Linked DNA regions of Rattus norvegicus: region 1 is linked to region 2. The links are chromatin contacts, called in public Hi-C maps. All regions are on one chromosome and are shown on one strand. The core of a region is the stretch at or near the end of the contact, and the rest is flanking DNA. Distances in the headings are between cores, read along the strand shown.

The links. Hi-C and Micro-C count contacts between places; a contact is called where the count stands out from the background.
Region 1: a Hi-C map of liver shows a contact between it and region 2, with 12 times the contacts expected there. The contact joins the enhancer-like site here to the promoter of Plpp3 in region 2. A contact is called at or near these places in 10 of 12 Hi-C or Micro-C datasets (the A7r5 cell line, the Rat2 cell line, frontal cortex and 5 more) and 1 of 1 datasets of contacts at active chromatin or transcription factors (oligodendrocytes).

What each region holds. Positions count from the first base shown.
Region 1 is chr5:126,221,770-126,227,140 of GRCr8, reverse strand. No RefSeq gene overlaps it. Among named protein-coding and RNA genes, the nearest start is that of Usp24, 85 kb to the left of the region's middle. Within about 2 kb of position 1,445, at least 1 of the 93 cell types and tissues checked has an H3K27ac peak or open chromatin away from gene starts, as enhancers often do.
Region 2 is chr5:125,153,797-125,159,391 of GRCr8, reverse strand. Plpp3 (phospholipid phosphatase 3) reads right to left here and starts at 3,392. Exons shown (of 6, transcript NM_138905.2): 1 at 2,837-3,392. The coding sequence starts at 2,975.

The DNA.
Region 1 (5,371 bases), core at 196-2,695, 1.1 Mb before region 2:
TACACACTCAACCAGGTACATACACACCTACACATATACACCATGCACATACTTACCTTCAGGCACACACTCAAACACACACACACACACACACACGCACACACACACACACACACACACACAGGAAACATCTTTGAAAAGGCAGATATTGCCAGGATTGGTGGCACACACCTTTAATCCCAGCACTTGAGAGGTAGAAGCAGGAAAATTGCTGTGAGTTCCAGGCTAGCCTGATCTACATAGAGAGTTCCAGGATAATTAAGGCTACATAGAGAGACCCTGTCTCAAAATAAAGATAAATAGTAAAAGAAATACATAAAAAGACATTGTATAGGAACATATTCTTCCCCTATACTTAAAATTATTCTAGTTTTTATGTAAAATTTATCAATCCTCTCATCACCTAATGAAAACTTTTCTCCCTGTCTAATTCTAAGAAAAGCTGTTCATTGCTCTGTTGAAACAAACTCGAGAAGTTAAAGCTCTGGAAATTACTCTCATTCTAATTGAAACTCTATTATGGTTTTCCTCCAAGTACAAATCAGCAAGAAGTCTACTTCTCATGCATAAACATGGTTATTTGCTTATCTGTAATTCTTTTGCAGTGATAGGCACCAAACCCAGGGTGTTGGGCATGCCAAGAAAGTGCTATATCACACTGAGCCATTTCCTAAACTGTAGACAGAGAGCTTAGGCTGTTCTTGAACCCATTATTCAGCAGAGGCCAGTCCTAAACTCACCATCTTTTGCCTTAGTCTTTCAAGTGTTGGGATTATATGCTGGTACCACTATACCTGGCTTCTACCCATAGGTTTAAAAAACATTAAAGAATCATTTTCATTATTTTGTGTGTATGGGTGTTTTGTCTGCATGTCTGTGTCGTACGTGTAGAGTGTCCTTGAAGGCCAGGAGATGGCATCAGACCCCTTGGAATGGGAGTTACAGATGGTTGTGAGCTGTCATGTGGGTGCTGGGAATTGAATCCAGGTCCTCTGAAGGAGCAACCAGTCTTCTTAACTGCTGAGCTATCTCTCCAGTCCAGTCTCATGGTTATTTAATGTAAAGTTTTTTATTTTTTAACATGTGTCTTGGTCAGTGTTCTATTGTCCATGACAAATCTTATAAAAGAAAGCATTGAATTAGGGCTGGCTTATAGTTTTAGGGTTAATTCATTGTCATCATGGTGGGAGCATGGCAGAACACAGGCAGACATGGCGCTGGCGAAGTAGCTGAGAGCTCTACATTTGGATCTGCTGTCAGCAGAGAGAGAGAACCACTAGGTTTGGCCTGGGCTTTTGAAACCTCAAAGCTCACCTCCAGTGACATACTTCTTCCAAGGCCAAATCTCCTAATCTTTCTTAAGGAGTGCCACTCCCTGGTGACCAAGCATTTAAATATATGAGCCTCTGGGGGCCATTCTTATTCAAACCTCTCTAACATTCAATAGTATCTGCATACAACAGCCTTGGTCCAACTTCTGTTAAGGACAAAGGTTTGACAGTTATTGTGTGAGGTGGATCCACTTTCTGTCCTTTGCCATCTTGCTCTGTGACTTAGGAAGGTGATCTGGGGATTTACTCCGTAACTGCTTTCCCTTTGGCTTCTGGTGCTCAGAGAGCTGGGGAGAATGGGTTTTTGTATATCTTGAGGTCACAGTTCCTATTCTACAACCATTGCCTCTTCTGGGGTTTGGCTGTATCTGAAGGTGTGATCCTGTGGCTTCTCTGCATCCTGACTGTTCTCTCTCTCTCTCTCTCTCTCTCTCTCTCTCTCTCTCTCTCTCTCTCTCTCATTTTATTTATTTATTTAGTTTTAGAGACAAGGTTTCTTTATGTAGCCCTGGCTGTCTTGGAACTCACTCTGTAGCCCAGGCTGGGTTCCTCCTGTCTGCCTCCTGCTTGCACTGGGGTTAAATACATGCAGGGTCACTCCTGGCTCTGACTGTACTTTTATAACTCATTTATAAACATTCCCTAAACTCAATTTGACTAGGATATCTGTTTGTCAGGTCTTGACTTTTATACTATTTCCCATGTGTCTTCTCACAATATTGTGTGTGTGTGTGTGTGTGTGTGTGTGTGTGTGTGTGTGTGTGTATTGCTTTTTACTCTGTTCAATGTCATGAGGCCTCTTACAGGATAGGAGATTCATATTTCTCTGTTTTGCATCCTGTGTGTTGACAGGTAGTGATGATAATGTAGAACTTAACCCTGAGGAGCTTGGAAAGCCACTGAGGGCTGAGCCCCAACTACGCAGCCTCACACTTGGGGTCTGGGTGGCCAGGAGTTTCCGAGGAAACCTGTGTTGGGGAAGGGGCATGCATAACTGACTCTGAATTACTCTGCAGTGTATCTAGGGAAGACTGGGTCACCTACAAACCTCCATGCAGCATCTGTAGCATGCATGCGTGTGTGTGTGTGTGTGTGTGTGTGTGTGTGTGTGTGTGTATGTGTGTGTATGTATGTATGTGTGTATGTGTGTGTGTGTATGTATGTGTGTATGTATGTGTGTGTGTGTGTGTTTTCTTTCATTGTCTTGCCCAGGATCTCATAGTTTTCAGGGGTCTCTTAGTCTGATCCTAGAGGCTGAGGCATAGGCAAGAACATGGCTGTGGCTGCATGCACCACTGCCCTCTTGTGGGCATAGGCACAGCTGCGATAGTGGCCGATGGTCTTCCCTGTCATCAAATCCTAGGATCAAATGAGGTTTCAAAGAGTGACTTAGTCAAGCATAGCAAAGGCCGTGTCTAGCCTCTCCCAGAAGACAGCCTTTCCCTTTCCCTAACAGCCCAGGGCAAAGGAAGATGTCCTATTTCTCAGTTTCAAGAGTTGGTTAATTGCTTTAGAATTAGCTCTCCACAGTGATGGAACCAGGAGGATTAATAGCCTTGCAGAATAACCCTAATTAAGAATCAGGCAGAGAATTTAATACCATCCCCCCAATACACACACACACACACACACACACACACACACACACACACACACACACAGATGAGCCCTGGGGAGACAGCACAGCTGAGTGGAAAGTTGAAGAACAGCAAGGACAGGGAGCCTAGGTTCCTGTGTCCCCTGTGACACTGAGACTGACCCCATGACTCAGTCAGATGCCCCTTCCTGTGTCTCTTCTGAACTCCTTGGCGTTCTTTCCTGTGGCTTCAGTCTCTCCTTCTCCCATCTTCTGAGCCAGTTTCCCCCTGCTTGCCATTTCCCACCACACACATACTCCTTGCTTTTGTTCAGTAATTAAAACAAACAAACAAACAAACAGACAAACAAACAAACAAACAAACAAACTTGTTTAAGCCCTAACCTCCAATAGCAGCAATGGTAGAACCTGCTCTCTGATTCCATCAGTTTATGTGTAGTGTGCTGTAATGATCTTCACACTTATTGTCATATTACTATTATTATTAGTAGCAGAAAAGGGAGTGCTTTCATTCATTCCTTTTGATGGGAAGATACAAGAAAGAATGATGAATGTGTTCCTAAAATTAGAGAGTTTTAGTCACTTAAATTTCCATGAAATAATTTTTGTGCCATGTTTAGATAACCGTTTACAGTGATTGTTGGTTACCCATAATCCCTTTTGGTATAAAGCATAATAAATGTTGGGTGTTTTTTTCCTGAAGGTGTTTCAGAGTTTCTCAATTTTCGCATGTGATGTGAACTTGTAGACTTAGTACTCTTTTTGCCCCCTTCCTGTTCCTTGGCAGTGGCAGGTGCTGTTGCCTAGGCTAAGTAGTAGTGTTTGCCAGTTCCACGTCTGGTTGGTAATTGTACCTGTGCCAGTAACACACTACAGACAGGGGAGTGTACACAATGCTTCGTAGAGCAGGAGCACCTGGTGGCCCTCCTGGCTCCCTGTAGGAATGGCTTATTGCAAGAATGACTTATGAGCATGAAACTCAGACAGAGAAGGTGTGTAGGCCGCCTGCGTAAGTTCACCAGTGAATGGTAGCCAGACGACCTTTGTCTTAGTACGGAGGCCCGTAAATGGACAGGTCATTTTGCAGATGATGTGACTGAGGAGTGCTCGGAAATGGAATCTGGTCCCCAAAGTTATACACTTAAACAGCAGTTTCACCGCCCAAACTTATTGGCATCAGATCTGAGTCTGAATTCTTTCTCATTCTTGCCCTAATGTTAGTTTCTCATTGGGCAAGATAGAAAAATTCCTTAAGCCTCAGTCTCCTCATCTGAGCAGTGGGGTTTAAAATCCTTGCCTTGTACAATATGGGGGCTGTCTGAGACAAGCTCACCAAGCTACAGCCTGAAGGATGTCAGAGCTCCATAAATGATCCCTGAGTATGGTTTATTACAATGTCAGTCTGGTTATCTGACCCTCAGAGGAATTCAAGGGCAGTAGGTGACAAGAAGGAGTACAAGAACATCCAGGAACCCTGGCCAGAGAAGACCACAGCACAACTAACTATACCAATAACCAAGCAAGCTTGCGATTGCTTAAGAGCCTCATGCAAAGTGCACCTGACCCCAGCTCTGCAGTGGCTCAGCCAGTATGGATCTCCCTGCCTCAGTGGTTTTAAATGGAAGATGCTAAAGGGAGTTTGCATGACCCCGTGTTCCCATCTTTATTAATGGAAGATATTGAGGAGAATTCAGAAGGTTTGTCCCAATCTGATGCTAGAAAGCAGTGACAGGGGAGTGGCAGCACGTGTCCATTTTCCCATCTCTATCTCCAGTCAGCTCTGAGCTCTTTCTGCAGTCATAATTGTCATTGTCAGGGTTCTCCGGAGGAACGGAAGAAATGGGGTGAAAAATGAGAATTTATGAAGTCAGTTTTAAAATAGTAGCACCAGCAGACTCATGCTATAGAACTGAAAACCTGGTAATTACTCAATCTGTAAGGCTGGTGCCTCAGCACTTGGAGTAGTAGCCCCACAGCGGCTGCTCAGTCTATAAGGCTGGGTGCCTCAGCGGTCTCTAATCTGATGCTGGAAGCACAAAAGTTTTCTGAAGAACTGCTGGTCCCTAGTCTATGGTGAGAGCTTGGAAACACGGGTTTCCAAAACCCGTGCAAAAGAATCAGCAGCAACAACAGGGCAAATCCACTCAGTGAAGAAGGGGAGACCAAGGAGCAAAAGGTGCTCGGCCTTCTGCCACGCCCCTTTACCCAGGGTGCTCCGGGAAGATGCACACGCTGGAGCGGGTTTCCCCATCAATCAAGGCAATCTGGATAACTTTTCAGGCAAGGCTTCCTACTCAGGTGATTCTAATGTGTGGCGAGGCGACATTAAAACCTACCATAAAAAAATTTCGAACTACATACCCTATTGAGGGCTTAACATGGATTGTATATTAATTCTCTTAACCTGGGGACTTTTGGTCACCTGTGTTCTACTGATGAGAAA
Region 2 (5,595 bases), core at 2,143-4,642:
AAGCTAATAGAACATAAGACAACAGGATTGTCTGTGGTTCTCATGGCACCCCACATACCAGAACTAATGTGAGGGGAAAGTGAGAAGGGGTACCCCACTTAAACAAGAGCAAAGCAAAAAGGGTTTCAGAAAACCTACTAGGCAAAGACTTGTAGTTGTACTTAAAAGCAATCGGTGCAGAAAGGTAACTGTTGATGACCAGTAAGCTCCCAGCAGTGTTCTCTCATATGGGATTCTCTTGGCTGTCAAACAAGGGTGGACTTTTTGCTTTTCACCCAGAATTTAACATTCCCAAAAGGTATGTGAAGCAGGTTACACTACTCGAATATTTCCACTTACATAACAGGCACATCTCAACATCAGCTTTTAGTTTTTCCAGATACTAGGAGATGAGGCTCGGTCTATATTCCTATGGGAGAATAAACCAAAAACTGTCTCTCTTCCTAATATATTAGTACCCTGTAATGCAGACCATATGATCAATAAACTGTAGAAAAATTAAATCATACTGACAGTCTCAGGCAAAAACTGAACCAAGTAGAAACATTTTTTTTTTTTTTTAGGACGGCAGTGTGTGGAATATTAAAATCACATGTTGCATTATTAAATCTTCTTTTGGAAGCCAAGCAGAGTTATGTTGCATAACCACCTCAAGATACACGTTAAGCTTACAGATAGTCTTTCCAATTAAAGGTATTAGGAGGCATTTCATCAGTAATACTGTCCTGTAGCTTGTGCTTATGCTGAAGTTTGACAACTGGCTTAGAAGGCTCACTCCAGAGAGGAACTTGCTACACATAAAGAGCTGAAGCCCATGCACATGCACCACACCCCTAAATTCCACCCTGAACACACAGAAAGACATCTTGGGGTGTCACTGTCCCTGCTTACACTATAGTTAGCAGGCATTACTCTCTGCATGTTGCTTAACACTGTTTTCTTCTAATAAGAATGCAACATTTCTTAGTGCACACATTCCCCCCACCCCCCAATAAGAAGAAAGTCTAGAAGGGAGAGCAATGGCTGTTGAAATCCAGCTTTGCTTCCTGACGGTAAAGCAAGAGGCAGGGGGACTTGCCAACATAGGCATCAGAGAAAGCGCTGATCCCACCCACCTAGGAGACACTCAAACCCTGGGAGGCCTCAGCCAAGATAGCTGCACACAGCTTCCACTAATTTAGTGGTCTCCCCCGTACTCCCCTCACCCCAGGACCTGGAAGGATCTTTTAAAAATTCAACAACTTGATTATAAGACCTTAAGTACTCATCTGGTTCACTGTGCATGATAATAAGCCCGCTGTCACCAGGAAGGCAGGCCCCCCAGTGACAATTCCCCTGAATAGCATCCTAAGGGTGAACAGAGAGGAGAAAGGGATCTACATAACTATAGAAAAACTCCCCTAAGGGGTTGGGATTTAGCTCAGAGGTAGAGCGCTTGCTTAGGAAGCGCAAGGCCCTGGGTTCGGTCCCCAGCTCCGGAAAAAAAAAAAAACCTCCCCTAGCCTTTCAGACTGTAATCTTCCCTCCAACGGTCTCTACCAGAAGAGAGCCATTCTTAATTTTAAATTCTAAGAAACACACCGGCTCACAAAATTCTATGTGGGTAGTTGGGCAAGAACAAGAGGCCACTGCCTAAGAGTCCTCAGTAAGGGGAGCTAAGCCAGGTAGCCACAGTCAGCCCCGACAAAATCCCTTCCAAAGGGATGGAGTCTCCGTGCAGGAGTTCTATTTTGGGGGAACTGAACTGGGAACACAGATGTTTCTTCCGTTAGCAGTGCTGGCAGAACAGCTCCTGGACGGCATCCGAGTTCTTAATGCAGGAAGGGGCCTCACAGACCATCTACTTGAATCCACTCATTCAACTGAGGAGGAAACTGAGGCCAAAGGGGTAGTTAGGTGGCACGCCCAGCTGGTAGCAGCGGGGCGATGCTCTGGTGACAAGTTTTGCATACTTTTACATCAAAAGTCGCTTTAAAGGAAAAAGTCCCATTTTTACTTCAACCCTGGAACTATGGTGGATTTACGTCAATTGCTTCTCTCTTCCCCCTAGCCTGGTTCAATAAATCCTTCTCTCTTTCCCACTCCAATTCCTGTGCCTCCGGCTGCCCCTTTCAGCTGAAGTTTTCATCTGTTCTGATAAACAGAACGCTAGGGCCTCAACTTTGAGGCAGTGTAGCTCAACTGTGGCCCCCAAGCAAGACTGTGACTGCCTTTCTTTCAGTGGCCTCCCGGCACAAGTGAGCTAGTTTAAAACTGATGCCCGCGAAGCGGTCTATCATCCGGCACACAGTAGGCGCTCAACAAGTGATGTGCTCCTTGTAGCCCAGCACCTGGGTAGAGCCACGTTCCACCCTCTGCGGCTTTCAGCCAAGCGAGTAGCGAGTGACAAGGCCAGCTAGTGCGACTGGCCCTGCAAGGCAGCGCGACGGAAGGGGTGGATGTTTACATGCAGCCGGGGCCAGCAGCGCCACTCCGGTAGGAGCCCGCCTTGCCGGGAGACCGAGATGGGTCTCACTCGCGGACGCAGGGCGGAGAGCCACAGGTTTCCTCCAGATCTTGGAGCTCGAGCTCACACCTCCTTAGGGGTGATCTTCAGCTGGGAGTCCGTCACCCCTAAGGAGGTGGTTCCAGCTACCGCGAAAGCACAAGCACGCCCCAACTTGAAATCGCAGGCCGGGATTGAAATTGGGGTCCGGGAGGGCGGGGAGCTCGCGGCCAGCACGGCGCCCGGTGGTGGGGGAGATGGCTGCGGGACCCTGGGGGCTGACAGCGCGGCAGGGCCCGGGGTCGGGGGCCGGGAGGGGGGGTTGGGTGGGACTGGTGGGGCTGCGCTCACCCATGAAGAGGCAGAAGAGGTCGAGGCAGATGAGCAGCACCCGCTTGCTGCCGCCTTTCCTCGGGTTGTTGTTGAGCGCCGGGCTACCGCCGTTCTTACTCTCAGGGACGATCGCCTTGTCGTACTTGTAGCTTTGCATGGCGCTGGCTGCGGGGAGCCTCCCGGGGCGCTGCGGGCCGCCGCTGCTCAGGAGCGGATCTGCGGGCTCGGGACGCGGCGGCGAGTGTACAGCCCGGCCGAGTAGCTCCAACTGCAGACGCGGGTAGGTTTCCCCCTGAGCGCCTCTGCTTTCCTCTCAACCCCAAACTGTTCGCTAGTCCAAAGGGAAGAGAGCCAAATCCCGAGCAGGAACTTTTGCAAAACTGTGCTGTCCCGGACGCGCCGGGCTGGCGTGCGTCTGCGTGCTGAAGTTTGCGAGTGGGCAGCGTCGGCGTCCGGCCACGATCCTCCGCAGCTACTTAATGAATGGAGCAGCGCGGAGCCCTGCAACTCCGCAGCGTCCTGCAGCTAGCTCTCCACAGCGTCTGCCCAACTCCAACTCTGCCTCCTCCTTCTGCTCCTCCTCCTGCTGCTGCCGCCCGGGCTGCCGCTGTGATCGCTCGGTTTGTTTTCTGAGCTTATATTTCACGAGCGCCTTTAAAAGGCGAGGGGGGAGGAGAGGGACCTCCTTACTTGGCTCCAACAGGGTTCTGAAAGCACAGCCCCTTCCTTAAGCTGCCTAAAACGTAGGATAATTAAGGCCACATTTCCCCCACCCCCTTTCAAAAAAAAAAAAAAAAAAACCTGAAAGAAAAAGTTGCTCTCAAACCAGAGAATCCGGGAGCCCCTAGCGTTCAGAAACTCCAAAGCATCACAAAAGGGGGGGAAAACCATATAAATAAAAAGAAGCACTTTCTTGCTGGCCTTTGATTAGATGTGGGGAGAGGGTCGGTGGGAGGTCTACAATACTAAAATGCTTGCTTGCCTGCTTGCTTGCTTGCTTGCTTTATTTATTTATTTATTTATTTATTTATTTATTTATTTATTTACAAATTTCAGCCTTGAGTTGAATTATCCTAAAAATACAATTTTCAATTTAAGGTGGGTTTGTTGTTTTGGTTTTAACGTTCAGCACCGGATAGTTGTGTTAGATTCGGAAGATCCTGTGGTGTAAAAGATTCCGGAGCCAGACCCACCCTTCCCCACCGTCCCACCCACCCACCTCTGCTCTAGAATCCTGACTATGTCTCTGTGCCTTCATTTCCCAGCGAGTAGACTGCAGTCACGGAAGTATTTCTCCCCAGGCAGTCATGGTGGGGGAGATAACTGATTATTTCACACGCGCTTCTGTAAGAGAGCTTGTACACCAGAAGAGCTTCGTAAGTTGGGCCAATACTTCTATTTCTGAATTGGAAAACCAAAGCCAAGCCCACCCCCCTCTGCTAGTCCAGCTGGCCTCCAGCATACCCCAGCCTATTTGGCCTTGACTTTCAAGGAATCTGCTGTTTCCCCTTGAATGTGCTGATGATCCTCATGATGTTGATTACTTTTATATGAGTTGATCCCCACCCTCACCCCACCCTGGTCAAGAAAGAGAATTAACATTTGAAAGGCCCTTACACCTTCAATAGTATCTAGCCTGAGCGTACTACAATGTACAAAAGCACATTTCTTCCAAGGGTCGTTATAATACCGAGATGGAAATGGTTCCACCGTTCTAGCATTGTTGTTGTTTGTTTGAGACAGGGTCTCTCTATCTTTATATAGCCCTGGCTGCCTTAGAACTCACTTTTAGACCAGGCTGTCCTCAAACTCACAGAGATCTGCCTGCCTCTGCCTTTCGAGAGCTGGAATTAAAGGCAACTGGTTCTAGCTTTTAAAAAAAAGATGACTTATGTATATATTATTCTATATCAATCCGTACAGATTAGTGTTTTGCCTGCATGTATGTCTGTGCACCATGTGCTACCCACAAAGGCCATAGGGCTGTCAGATCCTGGAACTGGAGTTACAGATGTTTGGGAGCCAATGTGTGGATCCTGGGAACCAAATCTGGGTCCTCTGAAAGAACACTAATTGTTCTTAGTCACTGAGCCATCTCCCCAGCTCCAAGTTCTAGCTTTTGGATACGCAGTACAAATCTGACTGCCTTATTGAACCATTCTGTAACTCTGTATCCCACCGTCAGCCCCCTGGAGCATCCCTTTCACTGCACAGCCCTGCCTCCTACCCTTCTGCCTATGTTATAAGCCTTCCTCCCAACTAGCGAACCATTTCCCCTCTGGTGCACCCCGATCTTTCACCCTCTCTCCTTGTCCTGCTTGATTCCTGCACAGAATTAATTTTACCTTCAATGTTCTGTCTAGGCCACTCTTGTCACACTCACTCTAATTTGGTGTGGGCTAAAAAAAACTAGTCATTTGTATAAGTGGCCTCTGATTAGGGGCCATTGATGACCCTCAAAGAGACTCTTTAGTTCTCTGGGTTTGAGGTATGCTGAATTAAGCTCACACTGGAACTAATTAGCAATGAGACCAGCAAGGAAAGGTAAAGTCCTGTCTTCCGAAAGCAAACTGCACTAAGGGAGCTTTGGGGCGGCCATGTCAGCTGCCAATCAGAGGCATCGTCCCCATTCAAAGGAAAGCAGGTGAGGCCCCTCAGCATCTAAGAGAAGTTCCTTTAAATCTCCTTCAGGAGAAGCAGCACTGCCTCACCTGTTAAAACAGCAGCGACAATGAGAAGCTAATGTTATAATTAATAGCATTCAACAAGGGATTCTG